4 separate regions of the Sus scrofa genome follow, and regions 1, 2 and 4 are each linked to region 3. The links are chromatin contacts, called in public Hi-C and HiChIP or PLAC-seq maps. All regions are on one chromosome and are shown on one strand. Each heading gives the region's core, a stretch centred on a gene start, on an enhancer-like site or on the middle of the called end of the contact. The rest is flanking DNA. Distances are from core to core; before and after follow the strand shown. Region 1 holds the start of INO80E (INO80 complex subunit E). Region 2 holds the start of SETD1A (histone-lysine N-methyltransferase SETD1A). Region 3 holds the start of ZNF689 (zinc finger protein 689). Region 4 holds the start of PPP4C (serine/threonine-protein phosphatase 4 catalytic subunit).

Region 1 (5,233 bases), core at 128-2,627, 440 kb before region 3:
TCCATCCCTGGCCTCACTCAGTGGGTTAAGTATCTGGCGTTGCCGTGAGCTGTGGTGTAGGCCGGCAACTGCAGCTTTTATTCAGCTGAGACGCTGAAACAAAAGGTATATGTTCTGCAAAGTCTACTTGGCTCTTTTCCCGCTCTCTTTCCCCTTTTTCGCCGCACCTGAAGCATATGGAGGCCACACCTGAGGATCTCAGGCCAGGGATCAAATCCAAGCTGCACCTTCGACCTACACCACTGCTTTAACTGCTGCAGTGACGCGGCCGGATCTTTAACCCACTGTGCCACAGCAGGAATGCCTACTTAGCTCTTTACAGAGAACGTTTATCAACCCCTGCTTTATTCCAATCACTACCATATCACCCTGATTTTATGCCTTTCGAATCTAAAACTCTAGTTTATTTCTTTGCTCTCTTATTACACCTAATTACAATACAAATTCCCAGAAGCTTTGTGCATCTCAGTCACCACTGCATTCCCTGTGCAGAGCACAGTGCCTGAAACGAAGTAGATATCCAGTAATACTTGAGTTAACAAACAGGGGAGGTGGAGGGCAAGCAACCAGGCTTAGGAACCACCAGAGGTGTACTGGCCTCCAGTCTAAAAGGAGGGCCCAGTGAGCTGGCTGGAGCGCCAGGAGCATGTCCTCCACCAATTTTCCATGACCCTGCTCACCAGAAGAGTCTTCATCCACGTTCTCGTACTGCAGAAGTCGGTCTAGGAGGAAACTGAGGAAAGAGGCGGGGGGAACAATGAGTGTTTATTCCCATCTCTGCAACGTTCTCTTGAGCCCCCGTCCCTTCGAACTGGCCCCGTCCTCACAACAGTCCCCAGGCAGGCATCATGCATTTGTGGCCCATTCCAGGGTGGGGGCCGAATGTAGATCTACTCTGGTCTCCCTCCTCCCCTCGGAGCCTGTCTCACCTCTTGTCCCGGGACACCTTCAACAATTTTCTCTGTGCCTTCCTCAGTTCCTCCTGGAAGCACTCGTGTTCCTGTATCAAGGGCAAGGTGGATGCTGAGCCACCTGCCATCCGTAAATGGGGCTCGGAAGCCGGCCACAGAGTACCCTGCTCCCTTTACACAGAACTAAACGGACGTCCTACCAGCGCCAGGCCTCACCCCCCTCCACCTTCCCACTCCACCCAGCACTCACGTAGATGAGGAATTTGAGCTTCCGCTTCAGGTTCCGGTATTTCTTCTTGTAGTCCACTTCGCCATCCGCCGGCCCGTTCATGACTGGGTCCGGGAGTGGCGCCCCAAACCTAGTCCGGGGTCCCGCTACCCGAAAGCCGCCTCGGCCCGGCCTCTTCCGCTTCCACTTCCGGAGACTCGGCTAGGCTGTGTTCGCTGGGACTACAACTCCCAGAGTCCACCGCGCCCAGAGATCTTGACCACAGGGGGTGGCTCCGAGGGACCACCGTGAAAGGAGCGTTGTTTCCAGGGGATACGCGGAAGATGGCGCCGCCGCGACGTGAAGACGTCACAGAGATGTCGGCTGCCGAAGGGCTTCCTTACTGACTTGGAATGTGCTTAGCGATTTGAAGCCACAAGACGAATTTCTCCCTGGAATTCCTAGTCTCTAGGTGGGGACGCCCTTTTCTTTCTGTCTTTCGAAAATCACAGAGGCCTAACTGCTGCCCGTGATCACGAACGGAGGCAGCGTCGCAGGTTGATTGCGTTACCCAAAGGTTGCGGGCTGCGAATCGGTTTCTAAGGAAAACTTTCGAAGCGCTTCGTTCTTAAAAAAAAAAAAAAAAAAAAGAGGAAGGAGCTGCGAGACACCCCCCCCCCAAACACACACACTGCCCGGGGAGAGCAAGTTTTGTCTGGTAAAGTTCTCGGTCTAAGCGGCCCGCAACGGACCTTCAACGGTCGCTAGCCTCACGGCTCTACGACTCTGCGCGTGCGCAAGCTCCTGTCAAACGCGTGGACGGAGGCCGGGAAGAAAAAAGGCGGGAGCCACCAGTATTCTGGGTGGAGCAAAATGGCGCGGGAGAATGAGATGCAGGAGTTCACCCGTAGCTTCTTCCGAGGCCGCCCGGACCTCAGGTGCACCGGAGGTTGGCGTTGGGGTTGGAAAGGGCAGGGGCGGGACGGGGACTCTGTCCTGACACGTGTTTCTGCAGCACGCTTACGCACTCCATCGTGCGGCAGAGGTTCTTGGCTCACGCCGGCCGCGACCACCTGGAACCTGAGGAGAAGCAGGCGCTGAAGAGGCTAGTGGAGGAGGAGCTGCTGAAGATGCAGGTGAGGGCGCCAGCCGGGGTCACCAGAGGCGGGGGTTGTGGAGGCGGCGGCGGAGGAGCCTGAGGGGGGCGGGGCCGAAAACAACCTTGGTTCATGTTTTGCCCTCTTGATGCTCCACACAGGTGGATGAAACGGGTGCCAAGGAAGAGAGGCTCGACCTTGCCAAGAAGGCGAAGAGGTCTCCCACCCTCTGCCATGACCGAGAGAGGAAAAGGTTCCGTTTCAATTCAGAGTCAGGTTAGTGCTTTCTACATAGGTGGTCCATTCAAAACGTATTTACTTGTTGCGCGTGAGCTATGCCCCAAGGCCTTAGATGAGGGCGCTGGATGGGTGCGTCAGGCACTAGGAAAAGGGTAGACTGAGCGCTGTCTCCTACTGCCCTTCCGTCTGTCAGAGCAGGATTAGAGGCAGTTTATCCCAAGTGGAGGAAGAAAGTGACAGGAGAAACCTCTCCCAACCTTCTCTTCTCTCCACATTCCAGAGCCCAGCTCTGCAGCCTCCAGCCCAGACTGCTTCAGCCCCCCAGCAAAGAATGAGACGGCAGAAGTCAGTCCCGCTGAGGATGAAAGGCCAAAGCGTGCCTCGAAGAATGCAGTTGAGGAGAGCAGTGATGAGGAAGAACAGCAGAGAGACCTGACTGCAACGATCAGATTAGCAAACGAGGTGGTGAAGGAGAGCAGTGAGGAGGAGGAAGAGGGCTCTGCCAGGAGGAGGAAGATCTGGAAAGGAGAGAGCAGTGAGGGAGAGGAGGAGGGAAAGGAAGAGAAAGAGAACAAAGATGAGGAAGACGAAAAGGCACCCAAGGGCAGGACTAGGAAGAAGCCCGGGGCAAAGAACAAGCAGGCCTCAGGCAGGGCCTCAGCCAGCCGGAAGCTGGCCAGGGAGGCGAGTGAGGACAGTGAGGATGAACCTGCCGAGAGGATAGGAAAGAAGGTGGGAGGAAAGGAAGGAGCTAGAAGCCACCAGGAAAGTGAAAAGCAGAGTGAGGAGGAGACCCTAGCCAAGCAGAAAGAGAACAGAGAGGAGTGGAAACTCAGAGCCCAGAGCAACGGAGGGAAAAGGTCAGCTCGGGAGGAGCAAAGCTGTAAGCAGAAAAGCAGGGCAGAAGACTGCTGGGAGACCAGGAACAGAAGGAAAAAGCAGCCACAGGCAGTGGGGATACCAGTGATGAAGATGAAAAGCCCCTAGCGCAGAGCAGGGACAGGACCGAGCAGAAGGGTGGGGAAAGGCAGAGTGGCAGCAGTGAGGCGGAGGAGGAGGACGACAGCTGGAGAAAGGTGACACCAACTACTGGTAAGACAGCCACGGTGGGCAGTATCAATGGTGAGGCAAGTGACTCAGAGAAGGAGGTGAGTGACATCGAGGCAGAGGGGAGCCCCAAGAGGGAGAGGAAGAACCGCTCTTCCAAGAAGAGCTCCAAGAAAGGCAGGACACGCAGCTCCTCTTCCTCTTCCACCGACGGCAGTCCGGAACCCAAAGGCGGGAAGGTGAGGGTTGAAGGTGGGGTGGGAGGCTGCCATTAGGGATGAGGGAGCTCTTGACGCAAGCCCAGAAGGCGTGGCCTTCAGCTGCTGTCTTTCCTGGCCAGGCTGGCTCAGGTCGTCCTGGTGAGGACCACCCAGCTGTGATGAGGCTAAAGCGCTACATCCGGGCCTGCGGTGCCCATCGAAACTACAAGAAGCTGCTGGGTTCCTGCCGCTCCCACAAGGAACGCCTGAGTGTTCTCCGGGCAGAGCTGGAAGCCCTAGGCATGAAGGGTGAGGCTGGGCGCACCCCGGGGGCTGCAGGAGGACCTTGACTGCCAAGGAGAGACTCACAAGCTTCTTCCGCCCCAGGTAACCCTTCCTTAGAGAAGTGTCGGGCCCTGAAGGAGCAGCGGGAAGAGGCAGCTGAGGTGGCCTCCTTGGACGTTACCAACATCATCAGTGGGTCAGGTGAGGGGCTTCCTCTCACTCCCCAGGAGCAGATGAGGTGCAGACTTTCTCAGACAACTCATCTCCCACCTTCTCCTCCCCTCTAGGCCGGCCACGCAGACGCACAGCCTGGAACCCTTCGGGAGACGCAGCCCCGCCGGGGGAGCTGTACCGCAGGACCTTGGACTCAGAGGAGGAGCGGCCCCGCCCTCCACCCCCAGATTGGTCACACCTGCGGGGCATCATCAGCAGTGATGGCGAGAGCAGCTGAGCTTCCCCCGTCCCCAGGAGGGACGTTCCACTTGTAGAAAGTGTATAAGGCAGCCCCACCCCAATTCTGTGCCTGCAGAGCAGAAGCAGCTTTCTTCAGAGACTTGCAGCCCCCACGGACAGATTGTTGGGATTCTACTTCTCAGCTTTGCATCCTCACTTTAAGGTGTTTACAGGGGTTTACTTTTAAAGACACAATAAAGGAGCGTTTGCATCACCTCATCAGAACTTTGGTCCAGGAAGCTGAGGAGCAGCCACACTGTCCCCCTGGTCTGGTTCCCCTTAATCTCCCTCAGTTTCTCCCAAGCCCCAGCCTCCCACCAGGCTTGATCTGAGAAGAGTGTGGCTCCTTCCTCCACCCTGGCCAGCGGGGCCCTCTGATCACCCTGCTATTAGCTGTGTCTGATAACCAAGTTGGGAGGATGATCTGAACAAATGCCCTTAAGAAGAATGTGAAGCACAAAATGAAAGGGCTTGGGAACAGCTGTTGTTTATGTCTTTCTTCCCCCTTCTGGAAACAGCCACTTAGTTCAGGGGTGATTCTTTCAGCCTTTAAGGGGTGGGTACAGGACCTAAACCTGACCAATCAGAGCACCCCAGGCCTCTGGCTACAGATCAAACCAATCAAGTCACTTCAGGACTGCAAGAATTCTTGCTGTGGAGATTGCTGGTACGCTGTAAGCTTGGAGGTGTTGGGGTCTGCGGGTGAGGTGAACCTTCTGAAAATCTGAAGCTAAAGCGAAGGGAAGCAAGAGGTCCAGAGACTGATGACTTCCCTGGAAGCTCACTCTGGAT
Region 2 (5,401 bases), core at 1,838-4,337, 280 kb after region 3:
GATGTGCCAATTTCCAGATTCTGGCCTTGGACTTTAGCATTAACTCTAATAATAACAGCAAGTATTTACCTGAGCAAACTATGTACTTGACACAGTTTTTAACACTTGATGTATATTATCTCATTAAATTTTCACAACAATACTATAAGACAGGTATGTGTGGGAGTTCTCTGGTGGTGCAGTAGATTCAGGATCCACTGTTGTCACAGCTGTGGTTCAGGTCATTGCTGTGACATGGGTTTGATTCCTGGCCCAGGAACTTCTGCATGCTGTGTGCGTGGCCAAAAAAAAGAGAGAGAGAGACAGGTGCTATTATCATTCTCTCCTCCAGATGAGGACATTGAGGCACAGAGAGAACTAAACTACTTGCTCAAGATTACACGGATTGGGAATTTCCGTTGCAGCTTGGCAGGTTAAGAACCTGACGTCTCTGTGAGGATGTGGGTTCAATCCCTGGCCTCGCTCATTGGGTTAAGGATACAGCATTGCTGTGAGCTATGGTATAGGTTGTAAATGCGGCTCAGATCTGGAGTTGTCGTGGCTGTGGTGTAGGCTGGCAGGTGCAGCTCCAATTCGACCCCAGCCCAGGAACTTCCATATGCCGCAGGTGCAGACCGAAAAAAAAAAATAGAAAGAAAGAGAGATTGAGATTACACAGTTTGTGGTGCTGAAAACGAACTCAGGCAGCCCCACTCCAGAATCTGTGCTTTTTTTTTTTTTTTTTTTTTTTTGTCTTTGCCAGGGCCACATCCGCGGCATATGAAGGTTCCCAGGCTAGGAGTCAAATAAGAGCTGTAGCCACCAGCCTATACCACAGCCACAGCAACTCGGGATCCGAGCTGCGTCTGCTACCTACACCATAGCTCAGGGCAACGCCAGATCCTTAACCCACTGAGCAAGGCCAGGGTTGAACCTGCGTCCTCATGGGTCCTCAGTGGTTCGTTAACCACTGAGCCACGACGAGAACTCGTGCTTTTTAACTCCCATGTTATAACAAGATTTGTCAGGAACATGGCATCCAGCCCTCCTGATAGCCGAGTGGGGAAACCGAGGTCTGGAATAGGACAGAGTCTTGCCAAGGCTGCCCATTCATTCCCTCAACAGACTGCATGCCTTCTTTCTGCCAAGCACTGTTCCAGGTCTTAGGGATGCGTCAGTGATGAATGACAACAGGCAAAAAACCCCTCTACTGTTGAGGTTATGAGCACTCAACCCATCCCCTCTTGTCCCCACAGGTGGCCATGGTAGAGGTACAGCTGGAGAGCAAATACGAATACCCGCCGGGCCTGCTGGTGGCCTTTAGTGCCTGCACCACGGTGCTGGTGGCTGTGCACCTCTTTGCACTCATGGTCTCCACGTGTCTGCTGCCTCATATTGAAGCCGTTAGCAACATCCACAACCTCAACTCTGTCCACCAGTCTCCACACCAGCGACTCCACCGCTATGTGGAGCTGGCCTGGGGCTTCTCCACTGCCTTGGGCACCTTCCTCTTCCTTGCTGAAGTTGTCCTGGTTGGCTGGGTCAAGTTTGTGCCCATCGGGGCCCCCTCGGGCACATCAGCCCCCATGGTACCTGCCTCCCAGGTGCCTGGGACTCTGCCACCAGTGGCCACCGCCCTTAGTCCAGCTTCCAAGCCATCCTCTGCATCTGTAGCCCCGTCACAGGCTGAGCCACCTGAGGCCTGCCCACCTCGGCAAGTGTGTGGCGGTGGTGGTGGTGGGGGGGGCCATGGACCAGGCTGGCAAGCAGCCATGGCCTCCACGGCAATCATGGTACCTGTAGGGCTTGTATTTGTGGTCTTTGCCCTGCATTTCTACCGCTCCTTGGTGGCACACAAGACAGACCGCCACAAGCAAGAGCTAGAGGAGCTGAGTCGCCTGCAGGGGGAGCTGCAGGCTGTGTAAGGCTGGTGTTAGCCACACTGCAAGCACTGCCTCCTTCAGGGGTCTGACTGAGGCCTCAGGTCTACAGACCCCATTCCCTGCCCCTGCCTGGAGCTACTTCCTGTGGCCACTCAGGTAGAGAACAGATTTCTGCCCTCAGGGCCCTTTGGGCTGGGCCTTGGGGTGGCTCCCACATTCCCAGGGATTCTCCCTGTCACTCTGTCCCATGGGTTTTGTAAGCTCTACTGTGCACTTGGGCTGGGAGGAGCAAAGGAAGAGGAAGGTCCTCAGTCCAAGGCTGATGCTGTAGGTAGAGGGGAAGCAGGGAGATCCTGGTCAGACCTTTGGTGCCGACCCTTAGCCACTTGCCTCTACACAGAATGTGGAGGTCGGTTGGAGGGTTACACGCCCACCTAGCTGCCCCAGAAGGCAGCCAATCCTTGCTTCGCTTCTGTAGAATTTGTTTTATGGCTGGCATCTGGGGGGTTGCAGGGTAGAAGAGGTTTTCCCCATCCTCAGATTTTTTTTCCCTTAATTTTTTTTCCTTTTTGGTCGCCCCAGGACATAGGGAGTTCCCAGACGAGGGATCAGATCCAAGCCTTAGCCGATACCTAAGCTGCAGCTGCACCAATGCCAAATCCTTAACTCACTGTGTGGGGCCGGGATTTGAACCTACATCCCAGGGCTCCCAAGATGCCACTGATCTCGTTGCACCAGAGCAGGAACTCCCCATCCTTAGATTTTGATGGGTTGCCCACTCTCACTTTGGTTGCTTCAGAGAGGGATTTGAATGTTTCTACCCCAGGCATAGGTCCAGCCTTTCCAAGGGGGAGCCTCCCTATTTGGAGGAGGTTCAAGTGCCCGCTCCACTGCTCTAGACCCACACTTATGCTTTTATATCTGGTTCTCACTCTCCTGGCCCAGGGATGGGTGTTGGTGTGCCCAGCCTGACTCCCTAGCAAGGGTTGGGTTGGCATGTAAAGGAGACGGTCCATTCCAGCCCTTGGAATACAGAACTATTCTGACACTGAATTTTTGATGCACCTGATTTTGTATAATAAATTGTTTCACACATGACCTTCTGGCTGTGAATGGGGGGAAGGGGAGGCCTCCTTGGGAACTGGTGACTTGTTCTTAAGAGTCAAGAGGCAAGTGTCACTGAGGGCAGAGCAGGGTGGGAGTAGAGGGGAGTGGGTTCTAGGTATGACCCCTTTCTGGTGCTGACAGGGGCCAGTGACTTCTGAATGTGGAGACTGAGTTATTCCTTTTTTTTTTTTTTTTTTTTTTTTTTTTTTTTTTTTTTTTTTTGCTTTTTTAGGGCCACACCTTCAGTACATGGAGGTTCCCAGGCTAGGTGACGAATCGGAGCCACAGCTCCTGGCCTATACCACAGCCACAGCAACATGGGATCCAAGCCGCGTCTGTGACCTACACCACAGAGCACGCCAACGCCAGATCCTTAACCCACTGCGTGAGGCCAGGGATCAAACTGGAAACCCCATGGTTCCTAGTCAGATTCATTTCTGCTGCACCACAAGGGGGGACTCCTGAGACCGAGTTATTCTAAAGCTAAAGGCTTTTGCACTGTGGTTCCTGAGCCCAGGGTCTCCAACTCTTCCACTGAGGATTTAATATGTTCCTTGTAGTGTTAAATTACTTTTCTTGAGTGACTACTACATACTAGGGGCTTCTCCTAGGTAATGTTTTTCCTTTTCTTTTTCTTTCTTTCTTTCAAGGTAATCTTATTTAATCCGTTTATTTACAATCACCTCAAGAGAAAGGTCTTTGTCATTACCATTTCAGAGATAAATTAGCTAGGAACTCCTTTAAGAAGACTGAGGCTCTTGCCCTAAGCCACTTAGTCATTATAAACTAGGACTACCTTTATCACCATGCAGGGAATCTTTTGTTTGAGAAAAGGAACCAATATCTTTCAACTGGGACAGAAAGGAACCTGATCTCATAGCCTACCCTCTACTGTAAATTAATTTTTTCAACTTTTCAAAATTGTGAAGGATCCTAATCCTTTCTTAGGATTCTTTTGGTGTGAGACCTCGGACCTATTACTCTATTGCTATTACTTAAATTTGTAAATTTGGGAGCTCCCCAATGGCCTAGAGGTAAAAAAAAATCCCACCTTGTCACTGCTCTGCCAAAGTTTGATCCCTGGCCAGAGGAAAAAAAAATTGTGAATTTGTATGAACCAGGCCTCGAGGGCCCCTCCTGCAGTTTTAACACCTACAGTCGTCTTGCATGACAGTAATCAACATCCATTTTCAGAGAAAGAATCTGAAGCCTTAAGAGGTCAGTGACTTGGCCAAGGTCATACATCGAGGGACTCATACACACATATCCGGAACCTAGGGGATCCTTGGCTCAAGTACAAGGGCTACCTGCGAGTGCCATTACCACCCAGAGACCAGGATGCCAGCGTCCTAGCCTGAGAAAAAGCATCAGGGCGACCTCAGTCGGAGGGTCCCAGGTTTAAGCCTGGACTAGTGCTGCCCTCGAGCGGCGGTACTGCGTAACCCAGGGAGGGCCGAGGATTGCGCAGCTGAAAACGGCAGGCGCTGGGACCATGAAGCCTGGGGAATCAACCAGCCCATCCTAGCTCAAGTACGACCTAGTTTATCATTTTTTACAGGACTGGCTCAAGGTCCTTCAGGACCTACCAGGGTTATCACATAACTTTGAGACAGGCTAAGATTTAAGCACTAACGGTGGGCCACTGTGGGCAAAACGCAGCACCCTCTGCAGGCCTCAGTGTCCCCATCTGTCAAATGGGTAGCTTAAACAGGCAGAGGCCCAGAAAAGATAACGGGAGGAATCTGCTCTCTGCATTATGCGCGGCGCCAAACAGTCTGAGTCACTGTAGTTGGTAGTATTTTTCCACCTCCGGGGTGCCCCTCCCAACCCGCCCCGGTTTCGGAGGGTCCTACAGGAAGCGCCCCCGCGACGCCGGGCTCCGCACGCTCTAACCACGCCCTCTGCGCGCAGCGCCCTGGCCCCGCCCACGAAAGAATTCGCAGATTCGCTAGGCCAGCTCCTCCTCAGAATTACTCCTCTATATTCGGCCGAAAATTCTCCTCGGACTCCGTAGCCATTACCCCCGGTCGGAAGTGAGCAGTCCTCTGAGTTGTGCTAGTAAGAAAGGTCCACGGAAAGTGGCCGACTCTGCCAACAGGGCTTGGCTATCGAGGCATTATTTTCTTGGCTCCATCAAGGCGGTGAAGGGAGGCAACAGCTGAGGCCAGGACCTGTGGCGAATCTGCAGCCTCTTAGACCTTCGGCCGCGTGAGGAAGGGGCAGGAAAGAGGAGCAAAAGGAGCGCGCATCCCGTCTACCGATTCGCCCCGCCCGCCTGACGAATCTGCGCTTGTTCAACGCGCCACTCAAATCTCCCCAGCTCTGGCTGGCCGCCTCCCCTCCGCCCCGCCCCCTTTTCCTCAGGGATTAGTCGCTGCTTTCGTCGCCGCCGATTCGTCAAGGACCCGAAGCCAGAGCAGCTGGATAGTTGT
Region 3 (5,691 bases), core at 2,311-4,810:
AGAGTGCGCCCGCCGGTGACTGACCAGCAGGGACGGGTAGGAAAAGCGGCGCCCGCAGTCTGGACAAGGGTAAGGCTTTTTCAGGTTCTGCGCACACTTGTGGCTCTGCAGGGCCGGGTGGTCGGGAAAGGTACAGCCGCAGTCAGGGCAGATGGGCCCTCCGGAGGTCTGCCTGGGGATCAGGCGGGGTTTGCTGGGCCGGCGCCCTCGCTTCCCCTTTCGGGGTGCCTCCCTAGGTGGGAAGACTTCCTTGTCTTCGTTCTTCTTTCTGGTTCTGGTTTCTACCGGGATGCAAAGCAGACATTAATCAATATCGGGCTCCTGCTCTTCCCTATCAGTGTTACAGGTTATAAGACAGATCGACTCAGCCCCATCCTCAAGGAGTGTTTGTGACACAGACAGTCAAATAGGAAAACAGGGTATTACAGGAGCCCCTAGCCTAGCTTGGAGAAACCAAGGAAGGTTTCTTGGAGATTGGAGTTCCCGTCGTGCCGCAGTGGTTAACGAATCTGACTAGAAACCACAAGGTTGCAGGTTCAATCCCTGGCCTTGCTCAGTGGGTTAAGGATCCGGCGTTGCCGTGAGCTGTGGTGTAGGTTGCACATGCGGCTCGGATCCTGTGTTGCTGTGGCTCTGGCGTAGGCCAGTGGCTACGGCTCCAATTAGAACCCTAGCCTGGGAATCTCCATAGGCTGCGTGAGCGGCCCCGGAAAAGGCAAAAAGACACACACACACACAAAATTAAAAAGTTTTTGGAGTTCCTGCCGTGGCTCAGCCGTTAATGAACCTGACTAGTGTCCATGAGGACGCAGGTTTGATCCCTGGCCTTACTCAGTGGGTTAAGGATCCAGCATTGCTGGTTGTAAATGTGTATCAGATCCAGCATTGCTGTGGCTGTGGTGTGAAAACAAATGCAAGAAGTGAAAACTAATGAGGTAGGAATTAGCAATAACTAGGTCATGAGGCCCCCTAAACCAATGCTTCTCAAATTTTATTGGGAACCAAATCGTTTGGAGGCTGTAATGAAACAGACTGCTGAGCTCCACTTCCAGCTTTGGATTCAGCCCGTCTAGGGTGTGCCCCAAGAATCTGCCTTTTCTAATATATTCCCAAATGCTGCTGTTGCTTCTGGTGTCTTAAGGCCACAGAGAACCAAACCAGAAACCTAAGGGTTCACTCAAATTAACTGAAGCGATTATTTAAAAACAAAAAACAAAAACGAAAACACACACCAAACTTCCCTGGTGTCCTAGCGTTGGCATTGTCACTCCTGTGGCTAAGGTTTGATCCCTGGCCTGGGAACTTCTGTAGGCCGTGGACACAGACAAAAGGAAAACGGATTAGTTCCCACTGTGGCATAATGGAATCAGAAGCATCTCGGGAGCACTGGAACACAGGTTTGATCCCCTGCTGGGCACAGCAGGTTAAGGATCGGGCACTGCCTCAGCTGGGGTTTAGGTCGCAGCTGAGGTTGGGACCTGATGCCTGGCCCAGGGAACTCCATATGCCTCAGGGTGGCCAAAAAAAAGTTCCCGTTGTGGCGCAGCGCTAATGAACCCAACTAGTATCCATGAGGACGTGGGTCCGATCCCTGGCCTCGCTCAGTGGGTTAAGGATCTGGCGTTTCTATGGCTGTGGTGTAGGCCAGCAGCTACAGCTCCGATTAGACCCCTAGCCTGGGAACCTCCATATGCCTCGGATGCAGCCGTAAAAAGACAAAAAAAAAAAAAAGTTCCCCAAGTGACCTAGTTATAACCGACAGCAATTTGACAACCTGACTTGGTGAAAACTTAAAAGTTTTTAAGCAAGGAAATACCATGTCAGATTTGAATCTTAGAAAGACAGCCCCGCTCTTAGACAATCTGGCACAGAAGCTCCGGACAGTTGCAGCTGCCCCTGTGGGTGGATGTGGGGCTCTTCTACCTGCACGGCCTTTATCAGGGCCTTGCCTGATCCTGAGGAGAGCTGCAGATTCCTGCACTCATCAGGGTCATCCTGCCAGAAGGGCAAAAACAGGCCCTGCACCCCAGACCCCGTGCTACATAAGATCCCTTCAACCCAACCCCAGAAAACTCAAGAGGTGTAGTATCTTAGTCACAGCCTAGTTCAAAGCAGGCAGAAGGCAGAGTCCTAAAAGTAGGCAGAAGGATAGTAGCTCTTTCTCTTTTTTTATGGCCACATCTGCAGCATAAGGAAGTCCCCAGGCTAGGGGTCCAATTGGAGCTGCAGGCCATGGCCACAGCCACACCGGATCCCAACTGTATCTGCCAGCTATACATCATGGCTTAGCAGCAACACCAGATCCTTAACCCCACTGAACAAGGCCAGGGATCGAACTGGAATCCTTGGGGGGTACTGGTTGGGTTCTTAACTTGCTGAGCCACAACAGAGAACTCCAGTAGCTCTTTTTTTAAAAAAAAAAAAAAAAAAAAAGCTCAGGGATCCACTCACACAACAGACAACCGCAGGTGGTTAGTTTACAAACTGACAAGTGTATCGTTGGTGGAGGGAGGGACTCACCATCAATGAGACAAGAACCCCTAAGCTGTGAAAATGAACACAGTCAGTGGAGCATTACAGCATAGGTCATCGGTACCCCTGGCCACCAAAACACTGGACCAAGTCATTAGAGGCTGCAAACCCTCCACAGAGGCATCTTTCACTCACTTCTCTGGACTGTTACCCCCCTTGGGCACTCCTGTGGATCCAGGGCAGCCGGTTCCCAATCATCGGTATTTCGTTCCAACCAGGAGATGAGGGATGGTTTGGGACCTGCGCACCCTGGGGAAGGAGAACCAGTCAGAGGCCCAGATCGTCCACAACGCTGGGTAGATACATCTACCCGGTGCATCTCCTGCCAAGCCCCCGTCCTCCTCCCTTCACACAACCTGGTCGCAGGCCAGGACCTCGGACACTCTGGTCTCCCTGCCCTTCCCCCGCCCCCCATCTCCTCCATCCCTTCGGCCCCGCGGAAGCGGACTGGGCCGGGCCTCACCGAGCGAGCCCAGGTGGCCGTAGGTCTCCCGCATCACGTCCCGGTACAGGGCCCTCTGCGCGGGCCGCAGACACCCCCACTCCTCCGGGGAGAAGTACACGGCCACGTCCGCGAACTTCACCGCCCTTGGCCTCCTTCCCCTTCTCCGGCCGGGTCCGGCCTCTCCCGCTCCCCGCGCGGGGAGCGGAGCGGAAGGCCGCGCCATTGGGCCCGAGAAGCCGGCGCCACGACCGTCCCCGTCCCGGCCTCGGCCCCTGGGAGCTGGCTGGCCCCGAGGTTTGGGAGCCCCCGCCGGACCCGGGCGGAGCGTGCCCAGGGAGGCCCGGAGGGAACCGGAATCGGCCGCCTGCGGGGCTAACGGAAACCTTTCGCTGTTATTCAGGAAACTCCTGCCCGAACTTGGGTGAAAGGCACCGGAAGATGCCTTCGGGGAAAATGGCGGCGCCGCTACTGCACCGCCTTTGCCTGAAACACAGGCAGCTTCCAGCTATCGATTTTATTGACCGGAGCGCCATGCCGGCTTCCTAACCTCTTTGCCCTCAAGTGTGATGGCGCTGCGATTGGGCTTCACGCCCTTTTTCCCCCATTCCACGAGCTCATTGGGCGGCGACCGAAGATCGAGCATTCTGATTGGGTGATGCCAAAAGCGGCCTGTTTAAATGAAGCCAACGGAAACGTAAGGGCAGGGAGTTGGACTCGGCGTTAGGCGACTGCCGTGAGTCTGGAGGCGCCAAGGGCGACCCCACTTGGGATCTGTAAAGATCCCCCGATAAGCCGAGGTAGGGAAGGATTTGTGCGACGGAGCCACTCTGGCCAACCCGGGTCTGAGATTTCCCTGGTTTGCCTTATAGTGGCTTTCTCAGAGAAGCCTTCGAGGCAGATAGCGTGTAACTACCTTGTGGCCTTTTAGGGAGGAGAATTGGGCTCAAGTACCACGCCCAGCACATCACACATTTCGTCTTATTTATTTTTTGTTACCATTGTGTGAAGGGATGATTATCAACCTAGTTCTACTAACTAAGAAAATCTCAGAGGGGTCCTGCTAGTAAGGAAAGCGAGCAAAGATTTTGTCCATTGAAAAAAAACGCAGGACCTAAAAATTGCACGTTGGGGACTTTGCTGAGCACTGCAACCTCCCAGATAGCTCCGAGGAACTGCTCCAGAGAGGCAGGAGCCAGGATATATAGCAGTTTTTCCTGAAAAAAATAGAAGTTTTATTCTTTATAAAACTTCACACACACACACACACACACAGCCACGCGACATTTAGCCATCGATTTTGTTGAGGCCTGGTTATACATTGGCTAATGCAAGAGGCATTAATCTTATAAAACACAATACACAAGATATAAGTAATATAGATAATAACATTAATATGTTCATAGGAGTTCCTGCTATGGCACAGTGGGTTAAGAATCTCACTGCAGGAGTTCCCATCATGGCTCAGTGGTTAACGAATCTGACTGGGAACCCTGAGGTTGTGAGTTCGATCCCTGGCCTTGCTCAGTGGGTTAGGGATCCGGCATTTCCATGAGCTGTGGTGTAGGTTGCAGACACGGCTCGGATCCCCGCGTTGCTGTTGCTGGATTGGACCCCTAGCCTGGAACCTCCATATGCCGCAGGAGCGGCCCAAGAAATGGGAAAAAAAAAGACCAAAAAAAAAAGAATCATCACACTGCAGCTGCTCAAGTTGCTGCCCAGGTATGGGTTCAATCCCCAGTCAGATGCAGTGAATCCTGTGTGCGGCATAGGTCTCAGATGCAGCTTGGATTCAACTGCCAACCTGGAAACTTCCATATAACGCAGTTTTGTCTGTTTAAAAAAAAAAAAAGAAGCGTTCTCGTGGCTCAGCAGTGATGAACCTGACTAGTATCCATGAGGACTTGGGTTCGATCCCTGGCCTTGGTCAGTGGCTTAAGGATCTGGCGTTGCCATGAGCTGCATTGTAGGTCACAGATGTACTCGATCCCATGTTACTGGGGCTGTGGTGTAGGCCTGCAGCTGTAGCTCCAATTCGACCCCTAGCCTGGGAATCTCCATATGCCGCACCTGCAGCTGTAAAAAGAAAAAAACAAAACCCAAAGCAACCTGCAGTAAGCCTTCATTGAGTTCTACTCTGTCCAAGGATGGTGACTGTTACCTGAACAAATTACTGGGGAAGCACGTGGAATTCCATGATTGTCCCCCAAAAGGCAGAGTCCCTCCTCCTAATAGCTTTCCAGATCGCTAACTCAGTGGGACCAATGACTTTGGTCTATGAACAGGTAGGATGTAAGGAGAGCAGTGCTGTTCGATATACATTTGTTGACTAAACACCTGAATTCCATGGCTGTGAAATCTCGGGCACAAGGCAGAACTTCAGGAAAGTTCTAATGTAGTACAGGATACACTTAGGGTAACACTGGAGGACTGGAAGGGGAGGTTGGTGCAGGGCTTCATCCTGTACATCGGGGAGCTCTAGATCAGTCTAGAGAAACAAATGACCTTTCATTGATGTTTTAGTAAGACTGCGCCGGGAGTCTGCAAGATGAACTGATAGCTTTGTGCCTACTCTCTCTGCACACACATACTTCTGCTTGGAGAAATAAGAATGTAAACTTAGGCTGCAAAAGGAATAAAAAGGCAAATGAATAGCAAAAATTTCTTTTTGTTTGTTTGGGGTTTTTTTGTTTGTTTTGTCTTATTGGGGTTTTTTT
Region 4 (5,314 bases), core at 1,277-3,776, 500 kb before region 3:
AGGTTGCAGATGCGGCTCGGATCCCCAGTTGCTGTGGCTGTGATGTAGGCCGGCAGCTGTAGCTCTGATTGGACCCCTAGCCTGGGAACCTCCATATGCCATGGGTACGGACCTAAAAAAACAACGACAAAAAAAACCCAAACAAACAAACAGAGAGAGATTGAGGGATGACTAAAAACATCTTGGGGCTGGTCTGGTCAAGGAAATATTTTTGAGCTGGCAAAACATGAAGAGCCACAGAACAGCGTTTAAAAGGGAGCCTTGCCTGTTCACCAAACCCATGCAGGCCCTGTGTGGCTGTGACAGGTCTGTGTGGGGCAAAGCCAAGCAAAGAGCCCAACGGCCAGCCAGCTCTGCCACCTTCTTGCGGGGAAGCCTTGGTCAAGTCCCCAGGCTTCAAGACGTCACAGCTTCCTGCTCTGTAAAATGGGGCAAATATTTCCAACCTCACAGCATTGCTGTGGGAAGGAAGTGGATATAAAGTTCTTTCAGGTGCTAACAGTGGCCTATTGGTCACAAATGTGGGGGTAATTCTGCTGGCTCTGTTTCTGCAATTCTCCAGCGTGGTGGAAACCACAAATAGTTCCTCAGGAGGCAGGTAATGGGTCTTGTCGTCTTGTCACCACTGCCCACACAACCCAGAGCTCCACTTTTTTTTTTTTTTTTTTTTTTGGCCATGCCTTTGGCAGGTAGAAGTTTCTGGGTCAGGGATTGAACCAGTGCCACAGCTGTAACCTGAGCTGCAGCAGTGACAATGCTGGATCCCGCTGAGCCCCCAGGGAACACCTTCCACTCCTATTCTCAGCCTGCTTGGAATGCCCTTCCTACTAGGCCTGCCCACTCAGCTGCCCAAATTATCCATCTTTCCAGGCCAACTTCTCTTTCAAGCCTTCACTAAGGACTTCAGTCCACATCAGCACTGCCCTCTTCCTACAAAGGAAGAACAGTAACACCCAACAAACATCGAGCACTTACAGTTTACCAAAGCCTATGCTAAGCGCATCCCTTACTCTTCACAGCCACCTCATTAAGTTCTAGAATCCCCACTTTAAATAGGAAGAACCCGAGTCTCACAGACCTCAAGATCACCAACACAGCTAGGAAGTGGCAGAGCTGATTCCAACCTAGAGCCACATTCCAAAGCCTGGCTCTTAACCACTACATCATCCTACTTCCCACAGAACTCTAAGCTAGGCTTCCCTTCAGATCTTGCTTAATTCTACTCTGGCTTATCTGCTTCTATTTCATAGGCTCCCACAAGGAGTATGAGTGTGATCCAACTCCACTTTCTTGCATGATGGCCTGAAAATGGACAGGACATGGAGAACTCGCTTCAGGCTTTACCCCTTACTCCTGAATGTAAGCATCCTCACCTGTGAGATGAAGACAATTCCACACACCTTTTTGGGTTGTTACTGGGATTAAAACAATACTGTAGGAGTTCCCGTTGTGGCACAGCGGAAACAAATTCGACTAGGAGCCAAGATGTTGTGGGTTTGATCCCTGGACTCACTCAGTGGGTTAAGGATCCCTCATTGCTATTGCTGTGGCTGGTGGCGTAGGCCAGCAGCTGAAGCTCTGATTCAGCCCCTAGCCTGGGAACCTCTAAGTGCCACAGGTGCGGCCCTAAAAAGCCAAAAAAAAAAAAAGAATACTGTAAACCAAATCTTCTTGCTGACATTCCCTTTTATCATCTTATTCTTCAAGGCCTAACCCAAAGTTCAGTTCCTCCAAGAAACGTTCTCTGTTCCCCCCCAGACAGACAAGGTTGTTTCCCTAAGCTTCCTAAGTACTTTCTGTAATTCCAACTCCACTGAAAACACATCATCTAATACTTCAGATATTTGAATCCAGGTCTGTCTTCCCCCAACAGGCCCGGCTGCTCCTCGAGGGAAGTGGCCCTATTCGCTCCTCTCTGGGAAAGCTTCCAGGATGAGCCAGGCCCAAAGTTCTCAGCTGGATTTGCCCCAAGCTTCCGGCCTCTGATCAGTGGCTGAAGCCTCTCTTCCCGGGCTCACCTGGCCTTTGCGCACAGGGCCTTGACTTCGCTCTCCTTGATGAGCTCGCAGCGCCGCAGCTGCTCGATCTGCCGGTCCAGATCGCTGATCTCCGCCATGGCCCACCCGCCCCGGAGCGGGTCAGAGCCGGGGCCGTAGCCCCCTCCGCACCGCACAGGGGTCTCCTGGGAAAGGCCAAGGAGAAGCCGCGGATCAGTGTCCTTAAGGGGCGCCGGGTCGGGGGGGGCAACTCGGTTCTGGAGCTGGCCCGGCCCCCCCAACTCCCGCCTCCCCTCACATAGGCCCCGGGGCCCCCAGCGTCCCACAGCCCGGGCCGCCCTCCGCTAACTCCCGTCGAACCCTGAGGTCCCGCGCCAGGGACGGTGGCCTAGAAGGGTCTCCGACTATTACCGACGCAGCGACTCCGGCTCCGGTTTTCGTGCTCCCTGTCTTCCTCTTTCCCTCCGCTTTGGGCCGCCGCCACCTCCGCTTCTACTTCCGGCCCCGCCGCGGAAGCAGAGGAACACCAGTTCCGCCGCGCGCCGGATGTGGCGTCATACACACGCCCCCCTCCCAAGCCGCGCCCTTACCCCACCCCCTCAAGCCTAGGAATGCAAATGAGCCGGAAGAACCGGATGTCTGCAATGTGCGAGCGGAAGTGATTGTGGGCTGAGCGGATTGGCGCTGTGAGGGCGGTGACGGACTCCACATCCGCTCCACATTACCGTGTCAGTGAAGGAAACTGGAACTGAGTCGGCGTTCCGCGTTGTAACTTCAGCGTACACGTTTCTGTTTACCTGTTTTAGTCGGCCTCCCCCATTACAGTCCCTGAGAGATGGAATTTTGTCCTGTTCACACTTGCAGCCCCAGTTCTCACTTAGAACATGGCCTGGCACAGTTGGCATACAGAACTCTTTGTTGGATGGGCGAAAGACTCCCAGTCCAAATCTCTTTCCAAGGCCCAAGAGACATCTCTCCGATGGAGGACCTCTGAAGTTAGAGTCAGAAAGGAGTCCACCTTCCCCACAACAAGCTTATACCTCAGTCAACCTGACTTCCCTGGTTCCAGAAAGGTCTCTTTGACACCCCTCACCCCTGCTCTTGTCTGCAGTTTTATTCCTTTAAAAAGAAGGAGGAAACTGGTGTTCCGGTTGTGGCTCAGGGGTACGGAACCCGACTAGTATGCATGAGGTGAAGGGTTCCATCCCTGGCCTCGCTCAGTGGGTTAAGGATCTCTCTTGCTGTGAGCTGTGATGCAGGTTGCTAGATTGCAGACGCAGCTCAGATCTTGTGTGGCTGTGGCTGTGGCAGGCAGATTCAGTCCCTAGCCTAGGAACTTCCATATGCTGTGGGTGCAGCCCTCAAAAAAACAACAACAAAAAAAGGAAACTGGCTAAAAGAGATTAACTTCCACAGTTACATAGCTAATAATTCTGGGCTTGGGTCAAGGTTGATGTTTTAACCTAGGAAAGCTGTGTCCTCAAGGTCTGGTCTCTTCTGTCACACTTTCTGATGCTCACTTTGTCATTATAAACTTTATAAAACACTCCAAACTGACATTTAAAGTCCTCTGCTTCTTTAGTCTCTTGCTGCAGGCAGAGGAAGCGATTTGTCTTGAAACAAACCTCTTGGTGTCAGAGCCCTTTTGGAATGTCTTTTATTGTCTTCTATGGGCCCTCTCTTTTTCTTTTCTTTTTTTTCCTAGTCTTTTTGCCTTTTTTAGGGCCGCTCCTGTGGCATATGGAGATTCCCAGGCTAGGCGTCTAACTGGAGCTGTAGCCACCGGCCACGCCAGAACCACAGCAATGCAGGATCGGAGCTGCGTCTGCGACCTACACCACAGCTCATGGCAACGCCGGATCCTCAACCCACTGAGCAAGGCCAGGGATGGAACCCACAACCCCATGGTTCCCAGTCGGATTCTTTAACCACTGTGCCATAATGGAACTCCTAGAGCCTCTATTTCTGTTTGCTTCAGACTTTGTTTCACGGAATTGAGTGAGGCTAGGTGCAGAAGTGAGACCATAGTTTGGAGAGGCACTAGGTAAAAATTTGGTTCTGGATGTAGGCAACAAATGGGAATGTACAGAGAGAAGGAAAAACCAAGTTCTTAAACTCCTAGAAGTTTCCAGGTTTCTATGCAGATGACTATAGGGATTCAGTAGGTACAGAAATCATGTTGTTTTTCCTCTCTCTCCAGCGGATCTCAGCAGGAAAGGGTCCATTTTAGGAGATTTGGGAGGTGGCAGGACTAGGTAGGCCCCTGGTTATGACAAGGATCTTTAATATTCCCCCAGCCTGGGGAAATGGGAAGGGTTCAACTCATGGCACAGGGCCCTCATTCTGACTTCATGGAATGCAGGAGCCACAGAGGTTCAGTTCTCAACTGGGAATCAGCTCGAGTGTGGATGTGCATTGTTGAGGAGGGTGTGTGGAAAGATTCCAGGGTTTTGTTTTTTTGGTTTTTGGCCTCATCTGTGGCAGGCGGAACCTCCCAGCCAGGGACTGAACCCACACCACAGCAGTGACAACGCTGGGTCCTTAATCCGCTGAGCCACCGGGAGACTCCCAATTCCAGATTCTTCAAGGGATTCCACAGCCCAGAGTCTAAGAAGCCAGTTCTAATCCCATCTCCTATTAAGATGGGAAGACTCACAGGTCAGCAGTGAGGTAGATTAAGGAGAAATGCATTCATAACCTCGTTTTCACCAAGAGACAGTTAGGATCTCTGGCGCGATCACCTTAAGGACGAATTGGGAGTGACAGCACCTACTCCTATTGGATGCTTATGTTAAGCCTGCCTTGCAGATTCAGGAAATCTTAGTTTTTGTCAGTGGCTGTTTTTTTGGTCACAGGGCCCCCCTTCTCTGTACCTGTGGGTTCTGGGCCTAAAACTGAGGCTAAAGCTGCAGCCTCCTAAGACCAGCAGTTACACGTGCACTCCCCACCTGGAAGCCTTGTATCAGGGGCTGCCGGTGGAAGAAGCAGAGCACTTGGTGGTGGGAAGAAAATTCCCAAGCTCTTCTCTTGAAGCCCTGGGCAGGTATTGAACAGAGTATATGCTATCCCATCTCCTGGTTTTCTGCCCCAGCCAGAGGAACATAAAGCAAGGGCTGTGTCTTCTGCCACCTCTGCCAGCCCTCCCCTGCCCCAAACACCACAGACAAGGTCACCACACTCCCCCTTCAATGGCTGTTTATTGGCAGTAGGCTCGAGAGGGTGATGGAGTTAGCGTATACAGACAACACCAGGCACCAGTGTCACGAGGGAGGCAAAAGTGTTGGGAAAGGGCGGCCTGGAGCCCCCGAGGCCCCCTC

Evidence for each region. A called contact is a pair of places that touch in the nucleus more often than the background predicts. HiChIP or PLAC-seq counts read pairs in DNA pulled down with a chosen protein or histone mark.
Region 1: a contact with region 3 is called in a Hi-C map of liver, with 5 times the contacts expected there. The contact joins the promoter of INO80E here to the promoter of ZNF689 in region 3. A contact is called at or near these places in 1 of 5 promoter capture datasets (liver) and 1 of 47 Hi-C or Micro-C datasets (liver).
Region 2: a contact with region 3 is called in an H3K27ac HiChIP or PLAC-seq map of alveolar macrophages. The contact joins the promoter of SETD1A here to the promoter of ZNF689 in region 3. A contact is called at or near these places in 1 of 5 promoter capture datasets (liver) and 1 of 2 datasets of contacts at active chromatin or transcription factors (alveolar macrophages).
Region 4: a Hi-C map of embryonic fibroblasts shows a contact between it and region 3, with 2.2 times the contacts expected there. The contact joins the promoter of PPP4C here to the promoter of ZNF689 in region 3. A contact is called at or near these places in 1 of 5 promoter capture datasets (liver), 2 of 47 Hi-C or Micro-C datasets (embryonic fibroblasts and retroperitoneal adipose tissue) and 1 of 2 datasets of contacts at active chromatin or transcription factors (alveolar macrophages).

The regions. Positions count from the first base shown.
Region 1 is chr3:18,198,236-18,203,468 of Sscrofa11.1, reverse strand. INO80E (INO80 complex subunit E) reads right to left here and starts at 1,377. Exons shown (of 6, transcript XM_021088007.1): 1 at 1,162-1,377; 2 at 930-1,000; 3 at 681-733. The coding sequence starts at 1,242. HIRIP3 (HIRA-interacting protein 3) reads left to right here and starts at 1,562. Exons shown (of 8, transcript XM_021087988.1): 1 at 1,562-2,057; 2 at 2,135-2,255; 3 at 2,378-2,492; 4 at 2,737-3,357; 5 at 3,360-3,742; 6 at 3,844-4,012; 7 at 4,091-4,189; 8 at 4,276-4,660. The coding sequence starts at 1,993. The coding sequence ends at 4,439.
Region 2 is chr3:17,488,083-17,493,483 of Sscrofa11.1, reverse strand. It overlaps SETD1A (histone-lysine N-methyltransferase SETD1A), which reads left to right and starts at 3,087. Exons shown (of 21, transcript XM_021086406.1): 1 at 3,087-5,401. It overlaps ORAI3 (protein orai-3), which reads left to right. Exons shown (of 2, transcript XM_003481021.4): 2 at 1,236-2,960. The coding sequence ends at 1,904.
Region 3 is chr3:17,764,609-17,770,299 of Sscrofa11.1, reverse strand. It overlaps ZNF689 (zinc finger protein 689), which reads right to left and starts at 3,560. Exons shown (of 3, transcript XM_021086420.1): 1 at 2,996-3,560; 2 at 2,668-2,781; 3 at 1-281. The coding sequence starts at 3,200. It overlaps LOC110259905 (a long non-coding RNA gene), which reads right to left. Exons shown (of 2, transcript XR_002342364.1): 2 at 3,945-4,191. It overlaps LOC110259906 (a long non-coding RNA gene), which reads left to right. Exons shown (of 4, transcript XR_002342366.1): 4 at 3,378-5,691.
Region 4 is chr3:18,260,029-18,265,342 of Sscrofa11.1, reverse strand. It overlaps PPP4C (serine/threonine-protein phosphatase 4 catalytic subunit), which reads right to left and starts at 2,526. Exons shown (of 9, transcript XM_021088021.1): 1 at 2,409-2,526; 2 at 2,019-2,182. The coding sequence starts at 2,116. It overlaps ALDOA (fructose-bisphosphate aldolase A), which reads right to left. Exons shown (of 15, transcript XM_021087997.1): 15 at 5,176-5,314.